Regions from separate parts of the Capra hircus genome. Here region 1 is linked to region 2. The links are chromatin contacts, called in public Hi-C maps. All regions are on one chromosome and are shown on one strand. The core of a region is the stretch at or near the end of the contact, and the rest is flanking DNA. Distances in the headings are between cores, read along the strand shown.

Region 1 (7,112 bases), core at 4,076-6,575, 66 kb after region 2:
CCAAGTTGCCACAGAGATGGCCCTGGGGTGGGAGAAGGGAGGCGGGCTTAAGCAGCGGGAATGGGTGGGGTGGGAGGGAAGAAGGGAGAGGGACAGGGTGAGCCACGTGCCTGCGGGTGCACAGCTCCGGGCCAATGGACAGGGAGGACAGCCCCACCCATCCCCCTCAGGAGGGACAGGATTCACTTTGGGCTCAGGAGGGTGCCCACTGCTACTTGAGTGGCCACTGCTGCTGCCCACCTGGTTTTGTTTGTTCCTAAGTCCTGGGGCCATTTGCCACTTGTACTATTTGTAAAGTACAGGTGGGAAAACCCAAGGAAACTGGGAGTGCTCCCAGACTGCTTGGCCCTCAGGGAGAGAAGTGATTTGTGGACTTGAGGTGGGAAGGGGTGGGCTATCTGAGGGTGCCTGACTGTGGCTTATGAGCCAGCACATGGGTGCTGCTCACTCAAGGCTTCCACGCAGGCATCCGGATGCTATAGGGAAGACGGGGAGGCAGGCGGAGACGATGCAGTTCTTGTGTCCTCAGAAGGAAACCTGTAGCCCTTGACTCCTCCAGCCCCCTCAAAACCCTTCCCCATCAGTGGCCGAGACTGAGCAGTCGGTGGGAGTGGCAGAGAAGACTGGCAAACTGTCAGTGAGACTTGCCCTATGGATCATCTGGTCAGCCTTTAATTTTGCAGATGAGGAAATGGGAAAGAAAGTGACTAGTTCAGGGTCATGTAGCTAGTAGTTACCAGACTCCCCCTGGGTGATTTGACGGAGGGAGACAAACCTTTCTCCCAGCAGAGACCATCTGTATAGCGCAGTCTGCCTCCGGGTGAGGCTTGGTTTCTCCCTCCCAAGGCCAGAACTTTTATTGAGCCCCTACTATGTGTTAGGCGTTGTGCCCCCCACGGGCTCATTTAACCTTCACCACAGCCCTAGGAATCAGGTGGAGTTATCCCATGTTATAGACATGGGATGTTTATAGAAAAGAAGGTTCAGAGATTAAACAACTTGTTTAAGGATCACAGAGCTAATCAGCCGCAGAGTGAGGATTCAAACTCAAGCCTGGATGACTCCAGAGCCCAGCTCTTTCCAGGCCTCAACTCTGTCTCCAGTTGCTCCAGACCACCAAACGTCAGGGTGGAAGGGCTGAGCGGCTTTCATCCCCACCCGCTCCTTGTGTACCATGAGGAGACAGAAGCACAGAGAGAAATGACTTGGCCAAGGTCATTCAGCAAGATAGTAGCAGAGCCAGGATTAGAAGCTGATCTCCTCACTTCCAGGCCAGACTCACTCTGCTAGCTGCCTCCCTCCACCAGCCTTGGGACTGCTGAAGTGCTGTGCCTTCTGTGGCTGTGCCTTGGAAAGGCTAGCACAGAGGGTGGAAGAAGGTCTTCCGGAGAGGGGGGCTCTCCTGACTGGCCAGGAATGGAGAGGGAGAGCTGGCAGTGGCAGCCCGGTGGAGGAGGGGTAGGGCTGGAACTTGGCCTATTGGCAGGGGGGAGGGGTGGGGACGATGCTTATCGGTGCGGGGCAGGAAGCACCCGCGCCAGCGCCAGCGCCAGCGACACCCCAGCAAAGGGTGGCTGCTCCTTGGCCCCATGGGGGAGGGGAGGATGTGGGGGGAGGTATGCTGGGAGCTGTGTTTCCCTTTTGGCCTCTACAAGGGGGAGACCTAGAAGGGGAGATGAACTTTTAGTGGGTGGGAAAGAAGGTGGGGTCCTGGGGAGCCACCTCCCAGGTTTGCAGTGTTTTTATAGTGCACCAAACGCTTTAGGGAGATAATGTGAGCTAAAGCACCTGACCTTGCCTTGAACAGACCTTGGCCCAAAGTGAATCTGAACTCTCTCATTGGCCTCTCTCTGGGGTGAGAGGAGGTTCCATCACAGAGACTTGTCACCCCACTTTTCAGATGCCTGAGGCTGGCTGCAAGAGGCACCCAGAGTCCTTCAGCCAGTTCTTCATGAAGCCTGAACCAGAACACAGGCATCCTTTCTCCCAGACCAGTGCTTCTTCCAAAGGGATGGGAACGGGGCAGGTGAAGCAGATGGGTCTCTAGGAAAGGCCAGAAAGGCAGAGCTCTTGCACTCACTGAGGCAGAACATTGCACAGTGGTTAGGAACAGGGCTCGGCCGCAGCCTGGCTTTGAACCTGTTCCGCACTTAGCATAGAAAGTCACTTCACATGTCTGCGCCTCAGGTTCCTGCCTGTGAAATGGATAATTGTTACTTTAGAAGGTCATGGAAGATGAAATGGGTATAAAGCACTTGAAGGGCCTGTGTTCATGGCCAGGGCTGGTGTTCCGTCTCTGGGCGCCCTGGCAGGGCTGAGCGCTCCTAACCTCCCCTTCTCCTTCACTCCACAGGAGAAGATGGGGAGCCCTGAGGATGACCTGATCGGGATTCCATTCCCAGACCACAGCAGTGAGCTCCTGAGCTGCCTCAATGAGCAGCGCCAGCTGGGCCACCTCTGTGACCTCACCATCCGGACGCAGGGCCTGGAGTACCGCACCCACCGGGCTGTGCTGGCTGCCTGCAGCCACTACTTCAAGAAGCTCTTCACCGAGGGTGGTGGTGGTGCGCTCTCGGGTGCTGGGGGCGGTGGGACAGCTGCTGGGGGTGCAGGGGCCGGCGTGTGCGAGTTGGACTTCGTGGGGCCGGAGGCACTGGGTGCCCTGCTCGAGTTTGCCTACACAGCCACCCTGACCACCAGCAGCGCCAACATGCCAGCCGTACTGCAGGCCGCAAGGCTGCTGGAGATCCCCTGTGTCATCGCGGCCTGCATGGAGATCCTGCAGGGCAGCGGACTAGAGGCGCCCAGCCCGGACGAGGACGACTGTGAGCGCGCGCGGCAGTACCTGGAAGCCTTCGCCTGTACAGCCAGTGCTTCAGCTTCAGGAGTCCCCAACGGTGACGACAGCCCTCCACAGGCACCCCTCCCACCGCCGCCACCACCACCGCCTCCTCGGCCTGTTGCCCGCCGCAGCCGCAAGCCCCGCAAAGCTTTCCTGCAGACCAAGGGGGCCCGGGCCAACCACCTGGTGCCTGAGGTGCCCACAGTGCCCACCCATCCCTTCACCTACGAGGAGGAGGAGGAGGCGAGCAGAGTGGGCAGCGGGCTGGGAGACAGCTACAGCCCTCCCACAGGGGCTGCCTCACCCCCCGAGGGGCCCCTGAGCTACGAGGCCTGCGAGGGTGAGGAAGAAGAGGAGGAGCTGGTGTACCCCCCTCCCTACGGGCTGGCACAGGGCGGTGGGCCCCCGCTGTCCCCAGAGGAGCTGGGCTCAGACGAGGATGCCATCGATCCCGACCTGATGGCCTACCTCAGCTCCCTGCACCAGGACACCCTGCCTCCAGGCCTGGACAGCCAGGACAAGCTAGTGCGCAAACGCCGCTCCCAGATGCCCCAGGAGTGCCCAGTCTGCCACAAGATCATCCACGGGGCGGGCAAACTGCCACGCCACATGAGGACCCATACGGGTGAGAAGCCCTTCGCCTGTGAAGTCTGCGGTGTCCGATTCACCCGGTGAGCACCAGCGGGGGAAGAGGCCCAGCAGGGGCCATGTAGGGCGTGGGGGGTGGCGCAAGGGAGAAAGGGATTGTGAGACCCTTTCCATGTGGGGGGTGTGGAGGGAGAAGATCCTGGAGGGACTGTGGGGTGGTCCCCAGGCTGAGGCGAGAGACCAGGAGAAAGAAAGTCAAGGAAGGTGGGTCTGGGGCCTTAAAGATCTGACTGTGCTGGAGGCAGGTGGTTAACCTGGGGCTAAGTCAGCAAGGGTCTCCCTGAGCAGAAATAGGGGAACAGTGCTAGGGGGCGGGGCCGGCGACCCAGGGACCCCCTGTGACGGCTCCCTTCGCCCTCTCCCTGCCGCACCAGGAACGACAAGCTGAAGATCCACATGCGGAAGCACACCGGAGAGCGCCCCTACTCGTGCTCACACTGCCCAGCCCGCTTCCTGCACAGCTACGACCTCAAGAACCACATGCACCTGCACACAGGGGACCGGCCCTACGAGTGCCACCTGTGCCACAAGGCTTTCGCCAAGGAGGACCACCTGCAGCGCCACCTCAAGGGCCAGAACTGCCTGGAGGTGCGCACCCGGCGGCGCCGCAAGGACGATGCGCCCCCTCACTACCCCCCGCCCTCCGCCGCCGCCTCGTCCCCTGCTGGCCTCGACCTCTCCAACGGTCACTTGGACACCTTCCGCCTGTCTCTGGCTCGATTCTGGGAGACGTCCGCCCCTACCGGGCCCCCAGACTCCACCCCAGGGCCCCCTGATGACGAGGAGGAGGAGGGGGCACCCGCCACACCTCAGGCTGAAGGTGCCATGGACACCTCTTAAAGAGGGGCGAGTGGCCGAGCTGGAGCAGCACGGGGACCGGGGAGGCCCATGCCAAGCAGTGGGAGTGTACACAGCAGAGACGGCGCTGGGGGTCAGGCCCTGAGTCTCCCTGGCATCGGAAATAGGCTCCTTCCCTCAGAGCCCTCATTCCAGTTCCAAGCCGAGAAGGTTTTGGGGCAGAGTCTCCCCAGATTGGGGTGCTCTCCCACGGAGTGATACATATGATATTATGTATATATTTACAGCTCCATTGTAAAGGTGGGGTCCCTGTCCCCAGCTGCTCCTGGGGAGTAGAAGCAATAATGTATTTCTGATTTGTGGGGTCCCTCTTCGGCTATGCGGGTTTCTAGGGGGTGGGGGGCTTGGGACCAAAGCCTTGCCCCACCCCCATGCCCCTTGGGGTTTTGGCTGTGTTAGGGGGTGAAGGACTACCCCTCCCTTTCGAGACCCCTCCTTCCTGGTTTCTGTTCCCTTTTCCTGGCAGTGAATTACGCAGAGGGGGGCGGCAAAGGATGGGTAGGTGGGGGAAAGCAAGGTAAAAGCTTGGAAGACGGGGACTGGGCCTGTAAGGAAGGAGCCATCCCAGTCCCCCTCCGCCCTTCTCCCAGCGCTGAGTCATGGGGTCCTGGAGAAGGGGGCGGGGTGGCCTGATTGGCTCGCCCGCCCCTGGGGGCAGCGGGAGGGCCCCGCCCAGCCAGGGGAGCCGCTGCCGGTTCTCCTCCCCGGCCCTCCCCTCCCGCGTCCCCGGGCAGGGAATGTCTTGTTCCCGCCGCTCCCTCCCCGGGGCCAGAGGGCAGGGCGGGCCGGGCGGTGTCCTACCCTCTTCTCCTCCTCCCCACCTCCTCCCCGCCCAGGTGCGAGCCGCCGCCACCACCACTGCTGCCGCCCCTGACTCACGCCGCCCCCGGGCTGGCGCGGTGCTGGGTGTGGGACCGGGTGAGGGGCTGGCGGGGAGCCTGGCGGAGAACGGGCTGGCCGGCGCCATCTGGCGGCTGTGCCCTGCGCGTGCGAGCGCCCCTGGCGGCCACTGCCAGGGAGCCGCCTTCTCCACCTCCACCACCCCAGCGGGTGAGCTGCGCCCCCTTGCCAAGGCCGGGGCGCGGAACTGCCCCCCGCGCCCCCAGGGAAAGTGGGCTGCGGCCCTGTGGGAAAGGAGTCCTACCCTTAGACCCTTGCCTGCCAGGGCTCCCTGTTGGGGTGGGGAGAGTAATTCCCTCACTCTTCCCTTAGGATTGAATCCACCCCCCGTTCTGTACATAGCCTTTTCTGTTGGTCTTGTTGAAATCTAGTTTCAGATTTTTAACTACCCAATTCTGCTGGGGGTGGGGGTATCTCCCCTGCCTCCTCGCTGGGTGCTGGACCCCGCTCGGGCCTGGGCTCTGCCTTGCACTATTTCCCCTCCCTGGCCTGGCGGCCCCCCCCTCCTTAAAAGGGGCAGGTTCAGGGGCCCGGTGCTCTCCCTCCCTCCCATGCACCCCCATGCCCATTTGCACAGCTGCCCAGGTACCCCCAATAGTGGGGGGGGTCACAGGGAGGGGGTAGCGGGACCAGTCCTTGTCTCTATTTAAAAAGTGATGATGTAATATATTGGGGTAGAGGGAGGCCAGGTTGCTCTGGGCCTCCTCTTTGCATTTCAGGTGATGGGGGGCCCAGCCCCGGGGAGTGAGGACAGTGTGGCCTCCCCCCCCCTTGCGGCTTCTCCACTCAGTGCCTTAAGGGGGGAGGCGGTCCCCCCTCTCCTGTGCCCTCCCCTTCCCTTGCCCCCCACCTCGGGTGTAAGCGACAGGAAGAAATAATAATAATTTAAGATTCATGCTTGTGTCCAACTTTGATTTCTTTATTTTGGAGGTATGTGGGCGGGATGGGGAGGAGAGGGGAAATGAGAGATGGGACTGCTTTGAGGGCAGAGGATTTCTGAGGCAGTTAGCGGGGCTGAGGGGGCTGCTGACAGACAGGGCCTCAAGTGGTGGTGGCTACCTGTGCCTTCTCTCCTGAGGCCCCTTTTCTTCATCCAGGTCACTAGTGAGGAGAGGAAGAGGGTGGCCCAGTCACCAGGATTCTGTTTTCACAGGTGACTTCCTTCCTCCTGCACCTGCCCTGTCTATTCAGATTTGGCTCCTGTTGTCTTCCAGCCACTGCGGCTCTCACAGGCCCCTCCAAAGCAAGCCAGCGTGTGTCTGTAGATATCGTCTGACTTAAGGCTGAGAGATGAGTGGGCAATGATGTGCCCAAGGTCATGTGCTTTGCAAGGGCAGAACCAGTAGTGACCTCGGAAATAATACTCACTCAAGGCTGTAGGGTACCTCCCTGGCTGCCCAGCTTTTAACTTCCTTGAGCCCTCTGGAACCACTCAAAATAAAACTTTCCTTCCCCTTCAACCTCTGAATTCATTACTAACTTCTGGTGCCCCATTCACACTGGAATGTGACCACTGGACAGTTTTCTCTTCAGTCCTCCCAAGTGGAGGTTGCTTGTCTTTCTCAGACTTGGCATGCCTGTGGCGTATTGCAAAGCCCCTGGCTCCCATGGAAGCTACACTCCTGGGCTGTGCCTATCTCCCCAGGCCCTGCCAACATCCTGCCATACCCATCCAGGGTGCTGGTACCAGACTTGAGCTGCTCTTGTGGCCCAGCTGCCTTCTCGCTGGTGGGCAGGCTCTTCCAACACACTGGCTTTCCAATCCTCAGCCTCCTTGGCCATAATGACCTTCCTCTCCGCTCCTACTCGGACATCACCCTCAATCTTGGCTACTCTCTGGATTTATCCCCCGGATTCTTCCTGG
Region 2 (7,253 bases), core at 3,256-5,755:
TATATTGTAGTTAATTTACAGTGTTGTGTTGTTTCAGGTGTACAGCCAAGTTATTCAGTTATACATGTATATGTATCTATTCTTTTTCAGATTCTTTTTCCTGTATAAGTTATTATGGAATATTGAGTAGAGTTCCCTAACTATACAGTGGGTTCTTTTGGTTACCTATTTTATATATAGTGGTGTGTATATGTTACTCCCAAACTTCTAATTTATCCCTCCCCCCCTCTACCTTTCCCCTTTGGGGACTGTTATTTAACAATGTTTAAGTTTGATATTTCTTTTCAAAAGGAGATTGAACACTCACCAGGCTCTTGGAAAGAATATCAAGTAACAGCCCAGGGCCAGGCCCAGGGTATGAGTGCTCCATAAGTGACTGATGAATAAATGAATGAGTATATTAATGGGAGCTCTTACGCAAAGAGTTTGGGGAGCCTGGATTTACTCTTGAGGCTGGAAGGCCATTTGTGGGTATCCTCAAGGCTGAGACCTCATAACCCCACATTCAGTTGTTCTGGTTCCAGGGCAGCTCCAGGGGTCCCCTCTCTCCCTCCCAGCCCATCCTTAGCCAGCCTGTCTCTCTCACTGCTGCCCCCCTGTGGCCACCGCTGCAGGCATCGCTGCAGAAGGAGCCAGGCGTGAAGTCATTGCTCAGCGGCAGCAGAGGAAGATTTGTCTTGCAGCAAGCCGCTCCTCCAGACCTCATCTCAGAGCCTAAATTCCAAGGGTGAAGAACCAGAGAGAGGAGCGGAGGGAGGAGGAACAGGGGACTCTTAGGAGTCAGCAGCTGTGGTCTCCCTTCTATCCTTAGCAAGCTTTGCGACCTTGGACAAGTCACTTCCCTCTCTCGGCCTCAGTTTCCACCTCTGAACAAAAAAGGTGGGACCAGTGCTCATGACGGTCCTTCCAGGATTGGCCTACTCCTACCCACGTGCTGGGGCCAATCAGGTAGCAGCTGGGAGCCAGAGAGGAAATGTCTCCAGGGCCAGGTAGCTGAAGTCGGGGGCACACAGGCCCAGGGTGGAGGAGTCAGCTAAAGGGACCCAGAGTGCGTGCAGGCATGCTCAGTCACTTCAGTTGTGTCCAACACTCTGCAGCCCTGTGGACTGCAGTCTGCCAGGTGCTCCTCTGTCCATGAGATTCTCCAGGCAAGAATACTGGAGTGTGTGGCCATGGGGATCTCCAAGGGATCTTCCCAACTCAAGGACTGAGTTGCAGATAGATTCTTTACCACTGAGCCACTGGGGAAGCCCAAAAGGGACCCACAGATGGGAGCTCAGCTATTTCTTGCAACCCCTGGGTCAGCTCTGGGGGAGGGGCGTGAAAAGCCGTGGTACCGGACATTTCAAATTTCTACTGGCATCCGAAGGGCTTCTTGGGGGCCAGTCTTCCTCCACTGCTACTGTCCAGCTATCATAGGACCCTAGGCAAGTCAACTCCTCCCTCCCTCTCAGTTCTTCGTCTGTATAAAAAAGAGATTCATGGTCTCACCTTCTTTAAGATCTACTTCTCAGTGAGATAAAAGGCAGAGAAGGGCTCTGAAAGCCCATGGCCCATGGAGATGAGAGGGGTGGCCTGTTTCTCAGGCCAAGATTCCTGCACTGGGCCATCCCTACAAAGAAAGCTGCCTCCCCAAGGGCCCAAGGCCGCATTCCAGATAAGCAAGCATTTCTGGCAGGTCTGTTTGGCCCACAGGTGGTTGAGCTTCCCAAGGGGGCAGTCTAATGCCTACCTCCCTCGCCACAGTGCACGGCTTCAGGTTTCTGCCCATGGGCCCTGCATGATGACCTTTCACTTTGACTGCAGAGAAGGGCTCAGTGATGACCTCAGTGGACACACTCGCCTCTGCTGGGTGCCTCCTCTCAGGCCCAGTAAAGGTAAGTGTACTGACTGGTAAGAAGTTCTCCAAAGGGGCCCTGCCCTGGAAAGGAATTCGGGGGTGGGCAGGGGGTAGGAGGGACGCAAGGACTGGGAGGTAGGCGCATACAGCTTGGTGGAGCACAAGAGCGACCTGCTGGAAGACTGGCTTTATCCCTGTCCCACACCGTAAACAATCAAGCCCACCAGCTCCCCCTCCCCCATCCCCAGCCCCCTCCATCCCCACTGCACACACCTCACCCCACCCCACCCCCTGCAAAACCAGTTCCAGCCTTTCCTCCTTCTTTCCTGGTATCAGGTGAGGATGCAGTCATCCAGCTCTCACGAGGCTGGGAAGCTCAGTGTGTCCTTGGCTCCTCCCTCTCCCTTGCCCTTGTCCCATCCAAGGCCAGGCCATTCTAATTCCCTGCTCTAAATCAGGCCTGCATCATCTCTCTCCTGAGTTGCTGGCTGACACCTCCTAACTACCTCTGATTTCATCTCTTTCTATTCCACCCTTCCACCTGCCAGCTGCCTTGCACCCCAGTGTGTCTTCCTTTTTCATGGCCCCTGCCCCTCACACCTCTCTCCATTTCCTATCACTATACACTTGCAAGCAGGCCTATGGGAGAACTTGCTCCCTTGCAGGACCGTGAACTTAACACCATCTGACCACAGGGCTGTTCCACCCTCCCCTAAGGCCTCACTTCTGCCTAGTCTGAGATCCCCTCCCCATCATCCATCCTTATTATCTTCAAGGTCCAGCTCAAAGGCCACCCCTTCCTGGGACTTCCCTGGTGGTCCAGTGGTTAAGACTCCATGCATCCCCTGCAGGGAATGCCGGTTCAATTCCTGGTCAGGGAACTAGGATCCTACATGTCTCATAGCACAGCACCCCCAAAAAAAAAAACACCACCCCCTCCTTCCTTCCTCTTCGCCTTTCTGCCACTGGTAAGAGAGTACTTTTAAAACTCTGCTTGGTATTACACTCACATACGTAAATAGATAGTCAATGGGAATTTGCTGTATGACTCAGGGAACTCCAACTGGGGCTCCATAATAATCTAGAGGGATGGGAGGTGCGAGGGAGGTTCAAGAGGGAGGGGACATAGGTATACCTATGGTTAATCCATGTGGATGTATGACAGATATCAAACCAATATTGTAAAGCAGTCATCAATCAATTACAACAAATATTTTTGATTACAATTTTAAAAAATAAACTATAATTTAAAAAAAAGAAAACCTCTCTGCTTGGTATTAAACTAATTTGGTTAGCCTCAGGGGCAAAGACTGTGGTCGCCCCAGCACGTAGCACAGTGTTGGGTCTTGAGTGCTGGCTGGCATCTTTTCCCTGTCAGCTCCTACTACATGGTCTGGAACCAACACCCTCTGCTCCCATATCAGTAGTTCACAGCGGCCTCAACTTCCCCCTTAGAGGCTAAGTAACTAAAACTTTTGACAGCACTCTACAGTTTGAAAAGCCTTTTCCTTTGTCTTTGGATGGCTCATTCCATCATCACAACTACCCATGAGGGGGATGTACAGGCTCACTTCAGTGATGAGAAAGCCGAGCCCTGAAGCAAGAAGGCCCGCAGGCAGGCAGTTGTGGAGACCGGAACCGAAAGTTTGCCCAGGCTACCAGTCCAGTTAGAAGAGACCCGGGCTGGGTCTCCACCTGGCCCCGGATAGAGACCAGGTGAGCGGGGAAGGGGCCTATTCCAGAAGCCAAGGGCTACAAAAGGATGGGCAGCAACCTTGAGGGAAGGCCCACAGGGGAGGGACAGGGAACTCGGACAACCCCCGAGAATTAGTACTAAGGGGCTTCTGTGGCTCTGACCACTGGCTGGTGAAAGGAATCTGATATGGTCTGGGTTTAGGCCAATAACCCCCACACACCCCTCTACCTGCAGATTCCAGCCAGACCCTCTGTGAGCAGGTGAAGTGTGGAGGGACCAGGAGTACCTATGACCCAGAACAGATGAGAGGAGGAGATTGAGGTTCCCATGGCAACAGCCTGCCAATCCAGTATCTGTCCAGGGGCCCAGCAGAGGGGGCTGGAAGTGGTCCTCCAAAGGAACACAGGCCTCTGGCCTTCAAGGAGCTTATAGGGTGGGGCAGGTTGAAGGTGACCACCACCCCATCCCCCCACTCCCCAGCATGGGTGGGAGTAAAAGGCAGGGGTGAAACTGGGGCCTGGAGGACCCAGGGAAGCCGGAAGAGATGGGGAGGATCCTGGAGGAGGTTAAGGCTGGAGGGGGCATGATGAGAGAAGATGGCGCTGAGGGCAGGAAAGGAGGTGAGGCTGAAGAGTGAGGGGCAGGGGTGGGAGGGAGGAATGGCAGGTTGGGGGACCGCAGGGAAATACAGTTGGGGGATGGTCAAAGGAAGCAGAATTTTTCCACTTGAGAGGGGAAAGCCAAGGAGGGCCACCCCTGATTCTAGTGATTCCCCCAAGACACCCCGGAGCTGAGCACTTAGCTGCGGGAGTTCCCAGAGGAAAGGGCAGAAAAGCCAAGTGCTTAAAATACCAAATGCTTAAACTGGAAGGGCCCAGGCCAGACCCTGGGGGCCAAGCAAGGTCGTGTGGCAGAGTCCAGTGGGTCTACCCTCCTGCGTGGTCAAAGATGTCCCCAGCCCTGTGGGAAGGAGGGAGCTCTGTCCCCACAGCTCCAGCCTCCCTTGGCTCGTCTCCACATGCTGTGTCTATGACCAGCGAGCATCCTATGATCTGAGACTCGGGGTCCCCCCCTCACCAGCGCTGCTGTAGGGGCATGGGTGTGACGGAGTGGCAGTGACCTACAATGGGCAGGAGGATCGCTGATGGGGGACAGCAGAGAGAGGGTAATCAGAATGGCCAATGTCCTTGGTGTCCTGGCCCCTCCCCAACCTACCCCCTGGGTTTGTGGTCTTTTCTTCCTGATTCAGCAGTTTCAGAAACCTCCAGCTCAGCATATCACTTCCTGAGTGGCTCAGAAAGAGGAGGGGGCTTGGGGGAACTTCCTAGCCTCCTTGAGAGTTCGTTATGCAAACGAAGGAAATGGGCCCTAGAAACGAAACTGAGAAGCCCCAGGCAGCCCACACCCTCTGGGAACCCAGGGGGCCAATTTGTGTCCCCTCCCTAAACACATTCTCCCTCCTGGGACACGGAATCATACCTCCTACCTAGCCTGCCTCCCTCTCCAAGAAGTGTAAGTTCTGAACACCTGCAGAAGGCAAGCAATGTGAACCAGGCTTCCTCAGGTGGATGATGGTCCACAGAGCCAGGATGCGAAATCCAGACCCTGGTCCCCAGGCTAGACTGTACTTACTCCTCTCGACACACACTCTAGAAGACTCCTTTCCTAAAGCCCCTTTTCATCGACCCTCTATGAGGAAGTTCTTCCTTACGTCTAACTGCAATCCCTCATGCTTCAGAAAGGGGGCTCCACTGGACTATGAACTCCTTAACACGCCTTCGTATTCTCAGTACCACACTGCCTCTGGTACACAATAGAGTGTAAATGTTTGCTGAATGAGTGAACCTTGTTCCATCCCCACCCTGCCTCACCCCATCCTATTAGAATTCAGTTCAGTTCAGTTGCTCAGTCATGTCTGACTCTTTGCGACCCCATGGACTGCTGCACTCCAGGCTGCCCTGTCCATCACTAACTCTGGGAGCCCAAACTCATGTCCATTGAGTCAGTGATGCCATCCAACCATCTCATCCTCTGTGGTCTCCTTTTCCTCCCGCCTTCAATCTTTCCCAGCATCAGAGTCTTTTCCAATGAGTCGGTTCTTCACATCAGGTGGCCAAAGTATTGGAGTTTCAGCTTCAGCATCAGTCCTTCCAATGAGTATTCAGGACTGACTTCCTTTAGGATTGGGTGGTAGATCTCCTCGCAGTCCAAAGGACTCTCAAGAGTCTTCTCCAACACCACAGTTCAAAAGCATCAATTCTTCGGCGCTCAGCTTTCTGAATAGTCCAACTCTCACATCCGCACATGAATTAAGCTAGCATCCTTAAAGTCCTTTAACAGTGAGCAACCCATCAGTCATAGTGTTACAGAAGCACTTGTTATCAATTACAGTCCCCTTTCGGGCAGACCCCTGGGCTTCCCTGGGGGCTCAGACAGTAAAGAGTCTGCTTGCAGTGTGAGATACCCGGGTTGGAACCCTGGGTCAAGAAGATCCCCTGGAGAAGGAAATGGCAACCCACTCTAGTATTCTTGCCTGGAAAATCCCATGGACAAGAGGAGCCTAGTCACAGTCTATGGGGTCACAAAGAGCTGGACGTGACTGAGGGGCTAATACACCTCAGCTTTACTAACACACTCCTTGGACCTGGCCTGAAGCCACACATTCATTCTGTCCCCCCAGGGGGATTTCCAGGGGTCCAAGATTTGGGGCACCAAGTAGTGAGGTAGGTGAGGTCTGGAGCAAATGTGGAGCCAGGGCGCCACCTAGTGGTTCCCTCACCTCCCCCAACGCAGAAGCCGGTGCTGTGAGGTGGGGGTGGGGAGCCCCTCCTCCACCCTCCTCCACACTCTAAAGGGAGTGAAATCACTTCTGAGCACCAAATATTGGACACATATTTTGTTTACATTGATTTATTTACAATCCTGCTGGAAGAGTCCCCAGCCCTTCAATTTCCCTTTTTGGGGATTTGAATCCCAAGGTTCCCAGGGATTAATTTGCTCAAAATCACTCAACCAGGATTTGAGCCCAAAACCCACTTGCATATTTCTACATCTCCCAGGGATGCAGCCAAGACAGCTGTGAGCAAAATGGGGAGTTCCAGCCCGGAGGGCCTGAGGTTTGCAGGGAGGGTGAGGTGACGGGGAGAGGAGAAGGTGAGTACCAGTATGAGGTGGTGGGTGTGGGCTTCCCCTGAGCTTAGAAACAGCCCTAAGCGACAGAGCCCCCACCCAATGTCACAGCTCCTACAGAATTTTATTGGAATCTGAGTCTACAGTTCACAAGCAGAGGTGAGGCCATGTGAGGAGCTGGGCTAAAAGGGGGACTTCGATTCCCTAGGGATAGCTCCTTCCAAATCTAACAAAACCCCAGGGAAAGCCTTCATGCTGGGCCTCCAGCCAGCCGGGAGCCACCGGGGTGAATCGAATCCCAGGGTGCATGGGTCAGTGTGTGCAGCCAAGGGGCCCACTCTTGGCCCCCCTACAGACAGACAGACAGACAGACACACACACACACACACACACACACACACACACACACACACAAATTCTCTGGCTTTAGAATCTGAATTGCCCCCATACCTCATATCCCACCCTACAAACACAGACACACACACACACACCACACACACAAGCACTCTGGCTTTAGAATCTGAATCGCCCCATACCTCTTACCCCCACAGACTTCTCTCCCATCCCCCCCTTCACAATCTGCTGCAA

The links. Hi-C and Micro-C count contacts between places; a contact is called where the count stands out from the background.
Region 1: a Hi-C map of blood shows a contact between it and region 2, with 2.3 times the contacts expected there. The contact joins two enhancer-like sites. A contact is called at or near these places in 2 of 5 Hi-C or Micro-C datasets (both in blood).

The regions. Positions count from the first base shown.
Region 1 is chr3:104,552,011-104,559,122 of ARS1.2, forward strand. ZBTB7B (zinc finger and BTB domain-containing protein 7B) reads left to right here. Exons shown (of 4, transcript XM_018046214.1): 3 at 2,354-3,513; 4 at 3,865-6,143. The coding sequence starts at 2,360. The coding sequence ends at 4,330. It overlaps DCST2 (DC-STAMP domain-containing protein 2), which reads right to left. Exons shown (of 15, transcript XM_018046213.1): 15 at 5,096-6,349. The coding sequence ends at 6,304. Among named protein-coding and RNA genes, the nearest start is that of ZBTB7B, 13 kb to the left of the region's middle. Within about 2 kb of position 5,326, at least 5 of the 5 cell types and tissues checked have an H3K27ac peak or open chromatin away from gene starts, as enhancers often do.
Region 2 is chr3:104,487,261-104,494,513 of ARS1.2, forward strand. It overlaps PBXIP1 (pre-B-cell leukemia transcription factor-interacting protein 1), which reads right to left. Exons shown (of 11, transcript XM_005677424.2): 11 at 6,418-7,253. Among named protein-coding and RNA genes, the nearest start is that of PMVK, 12 kb to the left of the region's middle. Within about 2 kb of position 4,506, at least 1 of the 5 cell types and tissues checked has an H3K27ac peak or open chromatin away from gene starts, as enhancers often do.